2 separate regions of the Rattus norvegicus genome follow, and region 2 is linked to region 1. A link is a contact called in public Hi-C data. All regions are on one chromosome and are shown on one strand. Each heading gives the region's core, a stretch centred on a gene start, on an enhancer-like site or on the middle of the called end of the contact. The rest is flanking DNA. Distances are from core to core; before and after follow the strand shown. Region 1 overlaps LOC102547244 (a long non-coding RNA gene). Region 2 holds the start of Mbnl2 (muscleblind-like splicing regulator 2).

The links. Hi-C and Micro-C count contacts between places; a contact is called where the count stands out from the background.
Region 2: a Hi-C map of Schwann cells shows a contact between it and region 1, with 4 times the contacts expected there. The contact joins the promoter of Mbnl2 here to the enhancer-like site in region 1. A contact is called at or near these places in 7 of 12 Hi-C or Micro-C datasets (the A7r5 cell line, the Rat2 cell line, Schwann cells and 4 more) and 1 of 1 datasets of contacts at active chromatin or transcription factors (oligodendrocytes).

Annotation. Positions count from the first base shown.
Region 1 is chr15:103,666,108-103,673,433 of GRCr8, forward strand. It overlaps LOC102547244 (a long non-coding RNA gene), which reads right to left. Exons shown (of 6, transcript XR_001841468.3): 4 at 2,084-5,156; 5 at 1-612. Among named protein-coding and RNA genes, the nearest start is that of Oxgr1, 120 kb to the left of the region's middle. Within about 2 kb of position 4,739, at least 47 of the 93 cell types and tissues checked have an H3K27ac peak or open chromatin away from gene starts, as enhancers often do. A contact at or near this core is called in the A7r5 cell line, Schwann cells and prefrontal cortex, where this site is marked.
Region 2 is chr15:103,788,119-103,794,793 of GRCr8, forward strand. Mbnl2 (muscleblind-like splicing regulator 2) reads left to right here and starts at 4,070. Exons shown (of 9, transcript NM_001111064.2): 1 at 4,070-4,268.

The DNA of each region.
Region 1 (7,326 bases), core at 3,489-5,988:
ATATTCTGCTTATTAGGGAATACGTTAAGATTGAATTTATCTACATTTTCCCTGTGTTGTAAAAACATTTATGAAAGATAGTGAATTATATACTTAAAATCTTGAAATAATTCTTTGATATAATTTGCTCCAAACGAATTATTCAGGGGCTAATAACAATGTTTTGATAATATGCTTAAAAACTTGTAAGATAATTGAATTATTTAGGTGTTTTGATTCTTCTACTGCCAATTTTTTTTTTTTGGTTCTTTTTTTCGGAGCTGGGGACCGAACCCAGGGCTACTGCCAATTTTTAATAATAAACATTTTTCTCAGCACTCTTTTGGCCTGGATTTCTCTTTCCCCCCTTCGATACTCTGCTCTTTATGGAGCCCTGTAACATCCTCCTGTCTTTGTCTGCTGTGCGCTGACATATGCCCCAACATTTTCCTATCTTCCCAACACTACGGTCTTCTGAAAGCAAAGAAACAAAACTTGAAAATGGAATGGCAGTGCAGATACGGAGGTTAGATCCGCTTACTTTATGGTCTCCTCTCCTCTTCCTTCCTTCGTCTCCTTTTTCCCACTCCACAGATTAAACGATGCCATCCAAGTTTCCAAAGGAATCAATGTCTGCCAATACCATAGAAAGTGGGATTGGAGCGGGTCTCCACATCACAGGTCAACTATATTTACTTAGTGCCATTGAAATATCATGTGTGTATACACACACACACACACACACACACACACACACACACACACATACACATACCACACCCACAAAACCACATGAACACACACACACACACACACACACACACATGCGCACACACACAAACACACAGGCACACACACAGGGTTGAGGGGAGGTTCCCTAGGCAACCACTAATCCACTTAAAGTCTCTGTAGATTTGTTCTTTATGGACACTCTACAAGCAGGACAGTAAGCAGTGTTTACAACTGGCTTCTTTAACATAACATGTTTTTCAAGCCTCATCATGAAGAAGCTCAGATCAGTACTCCTCGCCATCCTTTCAGACAATTTTTTTTTTTACTTTTTGACTTAAACCAGTGACGATGAGGGTTTTGCACAGCCAGTCATTTTGATAGTGGGGTACTTTCCTTGTAACTGCCAGCCTTTTACTGTGTTCTTGGGATCAAAACCATTACGGATAAATAGGAACGTTCACACCTTTGTGGTTTCTTGTACCAGTACTGACTGTGCTACACAGACTCCTCTCTCTCTCTCTCTCTCTCTCTCTCTCTCTCTCTCTCTCTCTCTCTCCTCCCCCCCTCTCTGATAGACCTGTTAAGATCATGATACAATTGAGAAATTAAAAATGGAAGTCAGTCAGCCCTGCCTGTGTGTCTTGTATCTGCTGAGGTCTGCACCCAGCATGGACAGCAGACACCCTTCTCATGGTGTCTACCAGGCCAAGCAGGAACTAGAAGGCAGAGCCTCAGCTGCACAGTTCAGTTGGGGACAAAAGCAGCTGACATCAAACTCCCAGCTGCCTTGTGTTTATTCACAAAGTCTTACACTGCCAACAACTGAGGGCATCCTCTGTGAGAAGAATCCAACCAAGCCAGCAGTTACAGTGGAAGTGGAGCTGGGTCACTTGCTCTGAGACAGAGAGAAGAGGCCAAGTCTGGTAGGTGATGGCCTGGCTTTTTCTGGGCTGCCATGTCACAGAATAGAGATTTGAGTTCCCACTTCCAAAATGTTTTCGCTTACAACATTCCTGACACCAAATGTGTGGGCTCTTTCTTCACACCAATCAACCCTCCAACTCTCCAGATACCATCTGGTGTCCCACAATTCAGTTCAGTTCTAACACTAACAGCATGGAGTCAGTGACAAGCCCCAGAGGGAAAGGGTTCAGTCACGCAAGACTGTCTCGTCTACTTCAGACACCAGCTGCAAGACCAGGTCACCTGTACCCGTGACCAACAAGCTGCAAAGTCAGAGTCCCATGCTCTGCCTCTTGTTTTACAATTTGTCAGAATCACACACACACACACACACACACACACACACACACACACACACACAATAAAAACATAAATAAAAGAACAAGAGATGTGCTTCCTTTGGGCTTACCAGTTCACTTCAAAAGATACAACTCAGGAACAGCCAACTTCAAGGAACACGGGCATTAGGGGTGGTGAGCACAGAGCTCCTGTGACCTCTGTAGGTAAGCAGCTCTCCCCGTTGAGGATTTTGTACGGTCTGTAGCAGGGATCAGCTTACAAAGTCATTGTTGATTGCTGCTCCACTCAGTTCCAGGAGGTCAGGCTGCAAGTCACAGCCCTCCAAATGCAGCGTTGGCGCAGTTAGCAGCCTGGCCCCACTCTAAAGCTATGGGGGAGGGGAGCACCAAGAGGCTCTTTAAGATAACCTCAGTGATGTTAGAAAGGACTTATTATGAGTTACAGATGCCCACTGTCTGGTTTTTATGGCGTAGATCAGATCACCAAGGATTTACACAGGTGTCCAGGGCTATTTTTGTCCACTAATCCATCGCCCACTCCCTGAGCTCCACTGTTCAATAGTTCATTCATCCTGAACTCAATCCACCTTCCGTACGCCTGGAAACTCTGCCGGATAAGATCTCCGAATGTGTGTCAGCGGCGTCTAACTAAGGAGGTCTGATGATGTTTTATCTGCAGTTCAGGGTAGACATCTTTGGGCTTTCTTGGTTCGCTCGTGTGAGGAATCATTTATGTCATGAGTACAGTCTTATGCAATTCTATTTACGAGTTTATAATACTTCTGTGTCTTCCAAGAACACACAAACTATGAGCTATAGATATGTGCCTAGAACACAGCCTGGGTTCCTCCCAGGACTTTCTGACATCCCCACCTCACCCTTTCTGGCATCAGGTGTGCCTGGCTGTGTGTGTCGAGCATCAGGTGTGTGTGTGTGTGTGGCCATGTTTTGAGCAAATCCCAAGTTTTACCTTTCCCTCGACCTACCTGGTGTAAACCACTGAAGCTCATACTAGTAAGGTAGCTTAGCTTTTGAAATTGCTGCTACCAAATGCCCAGGAAGAAGCACACTGAAGGAGAAAGGAATTTTCACCCCTGGGTTGAGAGTACGGGTATTGGTGGAGGTGAACCAGAGCAGAAGGAGTGTAGGAGAGCTTGCTCACTTCTTGACAGATGACACACAGAGAGACTGGGTCCAAAAATAGGGCAGAGCTGTGACCCCAAAGACCTGGCTCCCAGTGACCCCAGCCACAGTTCCATAACCCCCCAAAGATCATCGCCAACTGCAAGGTCAAGAAGCTTTCGAACACATGAACTTTAGAATCTTTTCCATTGAAACTATCTCCTAAGGAAAGCAGCAGGTGAGACCAGAAAAGTAAGGGTGTAGCTTGTGGGGGGGTATTATTTTGTTATTTTGTTATTAGTTTTATTATTTTGTTTCCTTTCGCTCTGTTTTAAGGGTGTAGGAGGAAGGGTTTTCTCCCCGCTGCATCTAAGGCATTCAGTGCCTCCTCCCCACAGTTCTTCCCTGAAATCCTGTGAGGGCGGCTCACAGCACCGCACACTGGCAGTGCTCCAGCACAGCTTACCAAACTTTCATTCACTTCTGACGGTCAAGGGTTCTGCAGCCAGAAACTCTGCCAGATACAGTCTCAGTCTGCATATTGGCTAAGGAGGTCAGGTGTCATCTATCACCAGATCAGGGTGGACGTCTTTGGGCTTTCTTGACTCATGTTGGGTATTGCATTCTCATGAGCAGAGTGTCCAGGTGCCCTGTGCAGACAGAGAGTAGTTCTGGGAGAGGTGCTAATGTATGCTTGGCAGTGGCTACTGAATATGATAATCAGGTTCAGACTCTGTGGTGGTGACTCAGCTTTCTCCCTTCCAGGATGTGAAAGGTACCATCCAAAGACTGGGAAAAGACACGTGGTGGTCATCTTCTCATCTCCAGAGATCTATTCTTACTTGGTTGAAAAGCGCAGAACATCGTCTACAGAATAAGAGAATGGTAGTGCCTTGGAATCTCTATGACAACTTTCAGTTCCTGTCATTTTTAATTTTGAAAGTTCCAGTCGAGCTGTCGTAAAGGCAGCGATGCTTCATAACCCCGTGTGAAATAAAAATTTTAAAATATTTTATGGGCTGGAAAACACCATTAATCCACATCCAGATTGGACAAGAGTGAACGGCCACCACCACCACGACCCCTCCTTCACATCAGTAAAACCCCAAAAGGTAAAACTCCAAAGGGTCGGTCCAAATAGAAGAAAAATTCCTCTAAAGATATGGTGATCCGGACGAATACTGGAAATATCAAAATGTTTATTATTTCTGAACAGTAAAAGGAGGGAATAGCCCTGCTCCACCTTAATATGCCTCTCTATAAAGCCTTCACTGTGTGTCTTGTTAGGAAAGACCAACCCACTGGATATGGTTCACCAACAGTCAGAGTTTAAAACCTTGAAGGTCACACAGCTAGAAGATCTATAACCTTGAAGGAGCTAGAAGATGGGGCTGCACTCCGGAAATGAAGCACTGCCGCCCACCATGTCAGTAGCTGGTCATGAGGTGCGGCGTCACTAGAAGACCATACCCTGCGGCTAATCTTTACACTGCTTCCTTTCAGTTAGTCCACTCCCCTTACACACGCGCCTCCAAGGCTGGACACATGCGTGCTATTTTCTAGTCTCCGCCTTACTCTTAACACTGGCTCATTGGAAGCTCCATGAAGTCGATGGTTTCCTTTCCTGAAGTGAGCTGGTGTTGCATAACCTGCTGGAGGAGTGCTGGGTCCCCAGGGAGCCAGCGGGAGCCTCGCAGACTGGCTGGCGCGAGTCCCGCGTTCCGTCCAGCAGGGGGCAGCAGAGCTCGCTGGCGCCGCTGCGCAGCCCGTCTGCGAGGCTGGAGCCATTACAGCCCCTCCGGGAAAAGGCTAGAGTCCTCAAGCATCCTGTTCTCTGTGGAAGCATTTTTCCAGCCTCGTTTAAGCTAGGACACAGTGTTTCAGCAGCTGATGCGTAATCGCTTTGTTTTTTACTTCTTGCTCTGCTTTTGTTCACTTTTAAAGAGGCATTAATTACGTGCCTGGCCATATCAGTCTGCACCAGACACCTTGTATTTCGTCCCTTCATTGTCTTCTAGTCATTGTCTCCAACTTTCCAGACGATGACCGTGCTATAAGTAACTGAAAGAAGTAAAGATTTCAAAACGGGACTGAGACCGGAGCTTGGGCGAGTAAGGAAAGATGTATGGCTTTTTTATTAGGTTTTTAACAGTCTTCTGTCCAGACATATTGGACATGATTTAGTAAAAGGCCGATGTAGTTCCAGTGCTTTTATAAATGCTAAAGGATAGGAAACTGAAATGATATTGGAAGATTTCTTGATCTGAAAGACAACATACAATTCAGCTTTTCCTTTGAGCAATTGGCCCAGGCACAGGTGGGGAGTGTATGATCTTCACCCAAGAACTGCTGGATCCCAGCCTGCAGTTCCGCAGGTCCCCAGACGATTTCTGTGTGTTTGGAAGTCTGGGAAACAGCCTGAGAGGGCTCCCAATTTGCCTTCCAAAATATGGAGGGCCAATATTTGAAAAAACTTGAGTATATTTGTTTGGTCTTGTTCAGAAGGGCAGGCATAATTTCAGTATCTATGATCCCTGAGAGGAGAAGAGACTCTCCACTTCCCGTAAAGTACAGGGAATTGTGGGTTGGGGTCTTATCTCAAACCTACTGGCTTCCTACTAGTTACCAAACAAGCTCAAAGTGGAATGTCTCAGCTAACTACTTCTTCCCTTTGATTCTTATTACTTATAAGATAGGAATGTGGGTTTTAAAAAACACTAGGTTATGACCCTCCCTCCCCCACCACGTGGCCAAGTGTGCATGTGTGTGCATGTACATGTGCGCTGTAAAATGTTAGGATTCTACAAATCTTATTCACGGATATGAACAACGTCAGGGGTCCACAGTGGTGTGGTTTGCCCTGAGTGGTAAGCATCATCACAGTTTGAAGGCAGTGTGGATGGAGGTGGGCAGAGGATCCCAAGGTCCTGAGAGACTTGGATGTGTTAGAGCACAGTGCAAGGATAGGTGTGATAGATAAACCGAAAAGAGAAATTCACACAAGGATCCAGACAACCCTTCATTTCTTATCCATGAGGAGGGCAGTAAGAACAGAGACAGCCCCTACCCAGACCCTTATAAATATTGGCTCTTTCAAACCAAGGCTGGGTGGATTCTGGTGTTGTACGTTTTAGGAAATCCCTAGACCCTTCGAGGCAAGCAAGCGCTGGGGAAGGCAGGCTGTTTACGGTTTCTCATCACTTGGGTACAATGTTTCTCATTACTTGGGTACAATTAGCAGTGAGTGGAAACAATGAGACGGGCCCCAGAGAAGATCACAACATGAATGTGACCACTGGACCTCGAAGCAGCACTTACTTGTCTTTTCAACACTGTGTTATTAACCAGGAAGGCAGGAGTGGCCTCTCCAGGGAGGTGGGCACCAGCAGCAGGCAGCCTGAGGCCCTGTGCTCCCTGGGACCTTCCCGATGCAGCATGGGATGTCCAGTGGAGCTAGCAGGCTCTCTGTGGTGTGGTGTGCTGGGTTGAACAGCCAGGATCCCTGAGGAGCTGCAAACTCAGCCAGCTAGCCTTGCCTCCTCCATTTTCATGTCCCTCTGCCTCCCCTGCAGAGTCTCAAGTAGATAAAATCTCAGACCCTTGAGTCTAGTCTAATTCGGACCTTGGGTCTGCCTTGAGTGGCATCTCTTAAGTGGTATTAATTACGGAAAGTGCACAATAGACAGTAGCCTATTGTGTCAAGTCTGCCTCAGAAAACACCCTTTACTCTGACAGTGTGTTTTCACAGTGCGATGTTGGCCTACTATTGAACCCCTCTCCAGTAACGTTCGCCAGTAAAACGCCGCAGGTTTGAGCAGCCTTTCTGCTGTGGACCACTATTCCCGAGGGTGGATGACTCGGAGAGCAGAACAGTCAGGGAAAGCAGCAGCAGCAGCCAGTGAGGGGTGGGTAAGAGGGGTATTAGCCATCTTGGTTTCAGATGGTCTTGGTTGACTTGACATACTCATCTATCTTGCTCAGCTTCTATCCACGTTAGGACCTGGCAGTGGTCCTCCGCTATGCACCCAATTCCCATATCTGGTTTTCCCACTGCTCAGGAATTCCTCCACATTTCAAAACCAGGCACCTCCAGCATGTGAGACACTGGAGTCCATTCTGGCTGCTCTGTTTGTCAGTGTTGTTTGCTCTGACTGAATGTGTGAGTGAATGAATGAGTAAGGGAATGAGTGAATGAGTGAGTGAATGAATGAGTGAGGGAATGAGTGAATGA
Region 2 (6,675 bases), core at 2,820-5,319, 120 kb after region 1:
ATGTATGTATGGTGTGTGTATGCATATGTGCTAGAAAGAAAGAGACAGAGACAGAGAGACAGAGAGAGACAGAGAGACAGAGAGAGTCAGAGAGAGACAGAGAGATAGAGAAAGTGATGTGTATATATGTGTATATATGTGTAGTGTGTGTATGCTATGTGTGTGCATGTGTGTATGTGGGGCATGTGTGTGTGTGTGATATGTATGTATGTATGTATGTGGTGAGTGTGTGTGTGGTATGGTGTGTGTGTGTGTGACAGAGGTGGGTATATATGTGTGTATATGTATGTATGGTGTGTGTGTGTGTGTGTGGTGTATGATGTGGACATGGGTGTGTGAATCTGTGGGAAGTGTGTGAGTATAGTATGTGAATGCTGTAGCGTGCATGAAGAGGGCTGAGGACAACTTGGAGCATCAGTCTTCTCCCATTATTGGAGACAGTGTTTCTTGCTGTTTTCTGCTATATACACAGACCTAGCTAGCTAGCTGACCCAGTAGTTTCCAAAGATTCTCTTGTCCTTTCTTGCCACCTAGTCTAGGTTTGTAGATGCACAGTGTCATGCCTGGCTTTCATGTAGGCTCTGGGTATCTGAATTTGGGACTGCTGCAGTAGCAAAGTCCCATAAAATGACATGATTATAGAATAGAAGTCTATTTTCTCATAACTGAATGCTGGAGCTCTGAGGGGAGGATCCAAGCATGGTCTGCATCTGGTGAGGACTCTCTTCCTGGCTTGAAGAGGGACATCTTCTCACTGTGTCCTCCCAAGTTAGAAGAAAAGAAAAAGCCCTTTCTTTGGTATCTTCTTATAAAACCAGAAATGTATTCAGGAAGATCCCTTCCCTGTGATGTCATCTGAACCTAATTACCCAGGTGCCATTTTTAAACATCATCCCTTCAAGGTTAGCTCTTTAGCATCTAAAATTTGGGTAGGGAATGTGAACACTTCAGTCCCCAATAAAAAAATATATATATATATATACATATACATATACATATACATATACATATACATATACATATACATATACATATATATATGTATATATAATAAGATTTCTTTTAAAACAGTATTACTCTGTAAGAAGTATTCTGAGAGGCCTGAAGGGTGTCAAGAACATATTCACAGCCAGGGCTGAGAGCACAGGCCTGGAATCCCAGCAACCTTGGAAGTTCAGAGTGGAGAAGCCCAGACTGAAGGCCTGATTGGGCCACAGAGTGTGGTGCCCACCGCTTGGAAACTTAGTATGACTTGTCAAAGTGTTTAAAAAGGCAACAAAAGATTAGGCTACATATATCATGGTGGTGAATTCCCTCACTACATACAAGGCTCTACCTGTGTAGGACATCATAGGTTCAGAAAGAGAGTGGGTATGGGAGGGAGAAAGAGAGGAAGAGGAGGAAGAAGAAACAGAGGAGCGGGAGGAAAAGAGGAGACAAGATGAAAGCAGTGAAAAGAAAAGAAAAAAGGGGAAAAAAAGACAAGATACAACATTCAGGGAGCAGCTACTATTTCAAGAGTTAAGGTAGAGAAAGCCTGTGAACAGAGGGCCATCCGCAGAGAGGAAACAAAGTAAAATGTTCTAAATATCCAGGTGTTAAACTCAACAGACTTTGGCAGTGGATTTCAAGTTCTGGTTGGGGAGGGAAGTGAAGAAAAGTGTCAGGTTTTTTGGCTTTTACAAGTGAGTATGATGTCATTTCTTGTGATACAAAATAACCAGCATGTTTGCCTGTGGCCTCCTGTCCAACACGGAAATTACTCTAATGACAGACATCCCCTAGTGCACCTCTGTCGCACCAGCCTTTGGAGAAATGCTTCATGCACATTCTCTTAATTAACGTAGGACACGGACCTAGCCTTCTGAAATGGCAAGATCAGCTCAGACAAGCTAGCTACACAAGGCTGCATTGTTAGGGGCTTAAAATAGTCTGGTACAGCGACCAGTACAGAAGCCTTTTGAACATCAGAGAAGCTGATTGGCAGAACTGAAGAAGTGGCAGGTGATCTGAGGTCTACACAGTGCGTCAGGAGGATGTAAACGTGGGGTGGAGAGCAGGGACAGCAGACATAAAGTGGACGACCAAGGTGGAGGCCACATTTTGCAGGACCTCGAAAGTCTGTAATTTGGATTTTATGGAGGGACAGGCTTGAGTGTAAAAGGAACATGACTTTACATGACTTCAGAAAAACCTGTCTGGCAACAGGGAAGACTGGAGTCGAACAGCCCTGGATCCCAGAGGCTATCAATTAACTTTTGTATCATACAGGGAATAGGTCAGGGCTCCGGCCTAGCTCAGAGGAAAAATCTAGGAGGCTTAATGTCTTTGGGTGAGAATGGGGCTTGACAGGGGGCTAAAGTTTAAGTGATGAGATTGTAAAAGTGGGGATTTCATGTCAAAAGCAGGAGGGGGTGGAGAAGAAGATAATCGTGAGTTTGAGATCACTCAAGTATGTGTGCAAAGAGGTAATGATACTTTAAAGGGATTTCCACCTGTTTGAATGTAGCTAATTCGACTTTTCAGGGGAAACAACAACAACAACGACAGACTCAACCAAAGCCTACCAATGATAATACTGACTAGAAACAAAAATAAGAATTAAGGATTAAGGGGCTGGGGATTTAGCTCAGTGGTAGAGCGCTTACCTAGGAAGCGCAAGGCCCTGGGTTCGGTCCCCAGCTCCGAAAAAAAGAACCAAAAAAAAAAAAAAAAAAAAAAAGAATTAAGGATTAAAATCAAGAGGAATAAAACAAGGTATTCTATTGAAGAATCGGTCCACAAGTCACAAGAAATGCTGTGTTTTACGAACGAAAACATGAAACTTAAAAACACTTAAATCATTACATCCTGCCCTGATGCTCCCTTCCAGATGCATTCATTAAACAGTTGCTCATAAAAAAAAAAATTAGAGAGTTAGGCTCACTCTTTCAGATGAATAGGGTCTTTGTTTTTGCCTGGAGTTGGTCACGGGACCATCATACTTAATTTTTAAGATCCAAAACGTTGTGTTTTGTGGAAGGAAAATGTGTGCTTATTGTGTTTTCTAAATGCCGTATGTTTTTGTTTTTTTGTTTTCAAAGCATGCAGAAACGCTGTTGACTGGGGAGGAAAAAAAATAATCGTTTCAGTTCTTTCTTTTTTTCCCCCTTGCTTTATCTTGGGGGAATCTCTGGCATCTGTGGGTCAACCTTTGCAGACTGAAAATGGAGGATGTCCCTTAGGTCAGTGCCAAGTGTATTCAGCAGTAAACGCCCTCCCACAGTCATTGCGGCACTAAGGACAGGATAGCCAACGTATGAGTATTTATCAAATGGCATCTAAGAAGGTTAAAACACAGTTAATCCCCCAGTGGGTGCCAGCCAAGAGCCTCAAAGCTTAATGTAGAGATATCAATTCCGTCGTTCAGCATCCCCTCACTGAAGTCTCTAGTGCTCTGGAAACTTAGATGGAAAATATATGGGTTCCAGTAAGTGGCCACTGCAGTGACAGCTCTCCAGAAAAGCTGTGTGCTGAGGCTTCAAGCATGGTCTTCAGTGTGTACTCCAACTTGCTTATAGCCTCCCTCAGTCACGGTGGTTGCATGCAAATGTTTCGTAAGGTATCACTTTCCATGACAAACACTGAATTATTGTCTCACATATGAATAAGAACATCTCTATCCATACGCTTTCTCAAACGCCATAAGACTTTCAGTTTGGGATCCAATTGGATTCCTTGGCCATCTTAGGAGTTTCGTGATTCCCGGAGTGTTTATGATGCAACTCCCGGCTCCGGGCTGGGTGTCTCGAAGCGTATTTGTCTGAGCTACCCTACCCCTCTCTGTGCTCTGCCAATTATGTGCCACTTTGTCTCGGAGCTATGACTGCTTTCCTCGGAGAGGGAGATCCCTCTTCCATCAGTATGGACGCACTGTTTTCAGAGCCTGCCAGCGCCGTGTTGCTGTGTCAGTCATCCTATGAGGACCAGTTTCAGACGAGGAGGGCTGACGAGCTGGCTGGGGATTGGCCGGCTGCGTATGGGCGGGGCCTGTGGGAAGGAAGGGCTGCAGCTCACAGCAACAGAGTTTAGACTGTCTTTGCTTCATCATCTGAAGGTAAAATTTTCCAGCCACGGCCGGCGGCTCGCAGAGTACAATAAACAGGGACGGAGAACTATTTGCATGGACCCCCCTTCCTCATGATGCGGTGGAGAAGCCGCGGCCACTCGGTCCTGCCAGATGTTCTTGGGGTTACTGTACAAGGGGAGGACGAGCAGAGCTAAACAAGGTAGGAGAAACAACCCCCCTTCCCCATTTTTTTTTTTTTTTAATGTTTAAAGAGTTTGCTGCAGTATGCTGCATTCCATGTGTGTGCTTAGGGAAGCCAGGGAGACCGATTCCACTAATTCGAGCGGAATACTCGCAGGAAACCCTGGAGTTTTACGTAACATTCGGATTTGAGAACAAGAAATGGCAAAGCTGGAATCTACGCCGCCCGTTTAGGGTGAGGCATAAAAACCGAGGTTTCTATTTATTTATTTAAGGGGCAGATCCATTTGCTATTATTGTTTTTTAATCCTCTGAAAGATCCAGGTCAGTATTTTCTTAAGATAATCGAGGTTTTTACGGCCAGAGTGGGCTACAGAATAAAGTTTACATGTTTCCTGTTCTTTGGAAACACACTTGAAATTGAGAATTTAAAAAAAAAAAAAAAAGAAAATCATGGTGAACAATCATCGGTTGAACGCCTGGGACCAAAATATGTCTGTTTCTTGGAAACTGGGGGCCACCCTGGTGCTACAGGGCAATGGCTTTAATTGAGTTTCAAAAGCACATTTTAAGCACCGAGGCAGAATGTGAGGTAGCTTCCTGGCTGGTCTTAGGCACTGTAGTTCAGTGTTTACATTGCTTTTCCTGGCAGCCTCCGTCTTTGTTTCCAGCTTAAAAGTGGGACCATTATGTTCAAAAGTAAAGCTGGGTTAATAATGCTTACTGCAATTATCTGATCTGTATGCATTTTTAATGAGAACACACAGCCAGCAGAATAATTTAATGAGAGCAGGCTAGCTTTTAAAGCTGGGCTCTCACTATGCCCAGCCAGATCAACTTTCTTGCCGAGAAGCAGCGGCTAGAAAGGTTGAAGCAGATTTATTTTTAACACACTTGGCCCAGGAGAAGGAAAGGCTCTCTCAGTGTTAAAGATTCTTTCTGCCCTTTTCCGTTTTAAATTTCTGCCAGGCCTGAGGAAACCGAGCTTTTTTGTTAGGCCTTGGAAGCATGTGTTTACAATAAATGTGTAACATTTTTAGAATAGTTAGCAAGCACTGAAGCGAAGGGAAAAAAAAAAAAACTTGCCTAACTGCCACCTCCGTGAATGTTCCAGTGAATGTTCCAACGGTCTTCAAAAGGCCTTACTGTCTCTTTAAAAGACAAAGATTAAGTAGGAAAATGTCTGTTAGGGCATATGTGTATTTAGGCAGCAACGAGGAACAAAAATTAAACAAGAGACATTTTTACCATCTATGTAAGAGGAAGTTTCTTCCTCTCTTTTGCTCCCTTCTGAGGGACAGCAGCACTGTTCATTTAAATAAGGGCAATGCCACGTAGATTCTTCTAGACCCACGGTTTTTACTTTCAAGGAGAAGTGCAGGACACTAGCCCAGAACTCCTGACGTCATCCCCCAACTATTTCTGCTGTGTGTTCTTTTATTCAGCTTGTGGAGAGGAATATTTCTCTATGTCCAGGCCAGGAACATTCGAACTCCCAGTTGGCAGGACTTGAGTTATGCCTTCCCATTTAAACTCACAGCCTATCCATCCCCCTTCACAGGCCAAATAGGGCAACTTCTCCTACCTGCCTGCCTGCCCAGGTTTTCTGCCAGCTTCTCTGGCTTGGCCAGTGCAAAGCCTTGGCCTCTGAGCTGAATTTCACTTTCTTTCTGGCCTCTCTTAGCTGCGTGGCTTGGCAAGGCTACCTGTGTGGCCTATCCCAGGGGGGCCAATGCCAGGGGGGCGCAGCTGGGGGGTCCACCCCAGGGGGACCCAATCCCAGCTCCCCTGGAACCATTATCTAAGGCCCGGGATATGCTACCAAGTTCAAGGTTGATTGGATGGTGGGTGACAGCTGCTTTCATAGATACAGCACCTCGTCCTAAGGCAGATGGCTCAAAGGAAATAAAATACAACACTGCCTGCTGTTAACCCTGTGTCACAGGTGGCACTTTTGTAACACCCTTGATTGTACGATCGGGAGAAAGGTTAGTGTTTATTGAGGTTCCTTCTAAAGAAAGAATTTGGGTTAGAGCACACTGCGGTTCAGGAGTCCCTACTACCTACCAGCTGGCCTCCCGCACCACTTAGTGTGGCCTTGGGCAAGTGCCTACCTCAGTTTCTTTATCTTCTTGGAACAAGTAATACTTCTTACACGTTCTCTCCTAGAATTCTAGGGACCTGTTTTGTACAAACAACAGTAACAAAAGTTGTTTGTCTCCTGGGACAATGCCGGGTGAAGTACAAAGGAAGGGGCCTCTGTGTGGAAACATTGTGGATAATGTCTTGGGGTGTTTAGATTGAAGGCTACAAAATATAAAACCTTCCAGTCTCTGTCAGTTTCTTACAAGTTTTCTAAAGATGCCCAAGCCAACTAAATGGAATTTCCAAGGAAGTCAAGAAGGCATGGTTGTTAGCCTGCGTTT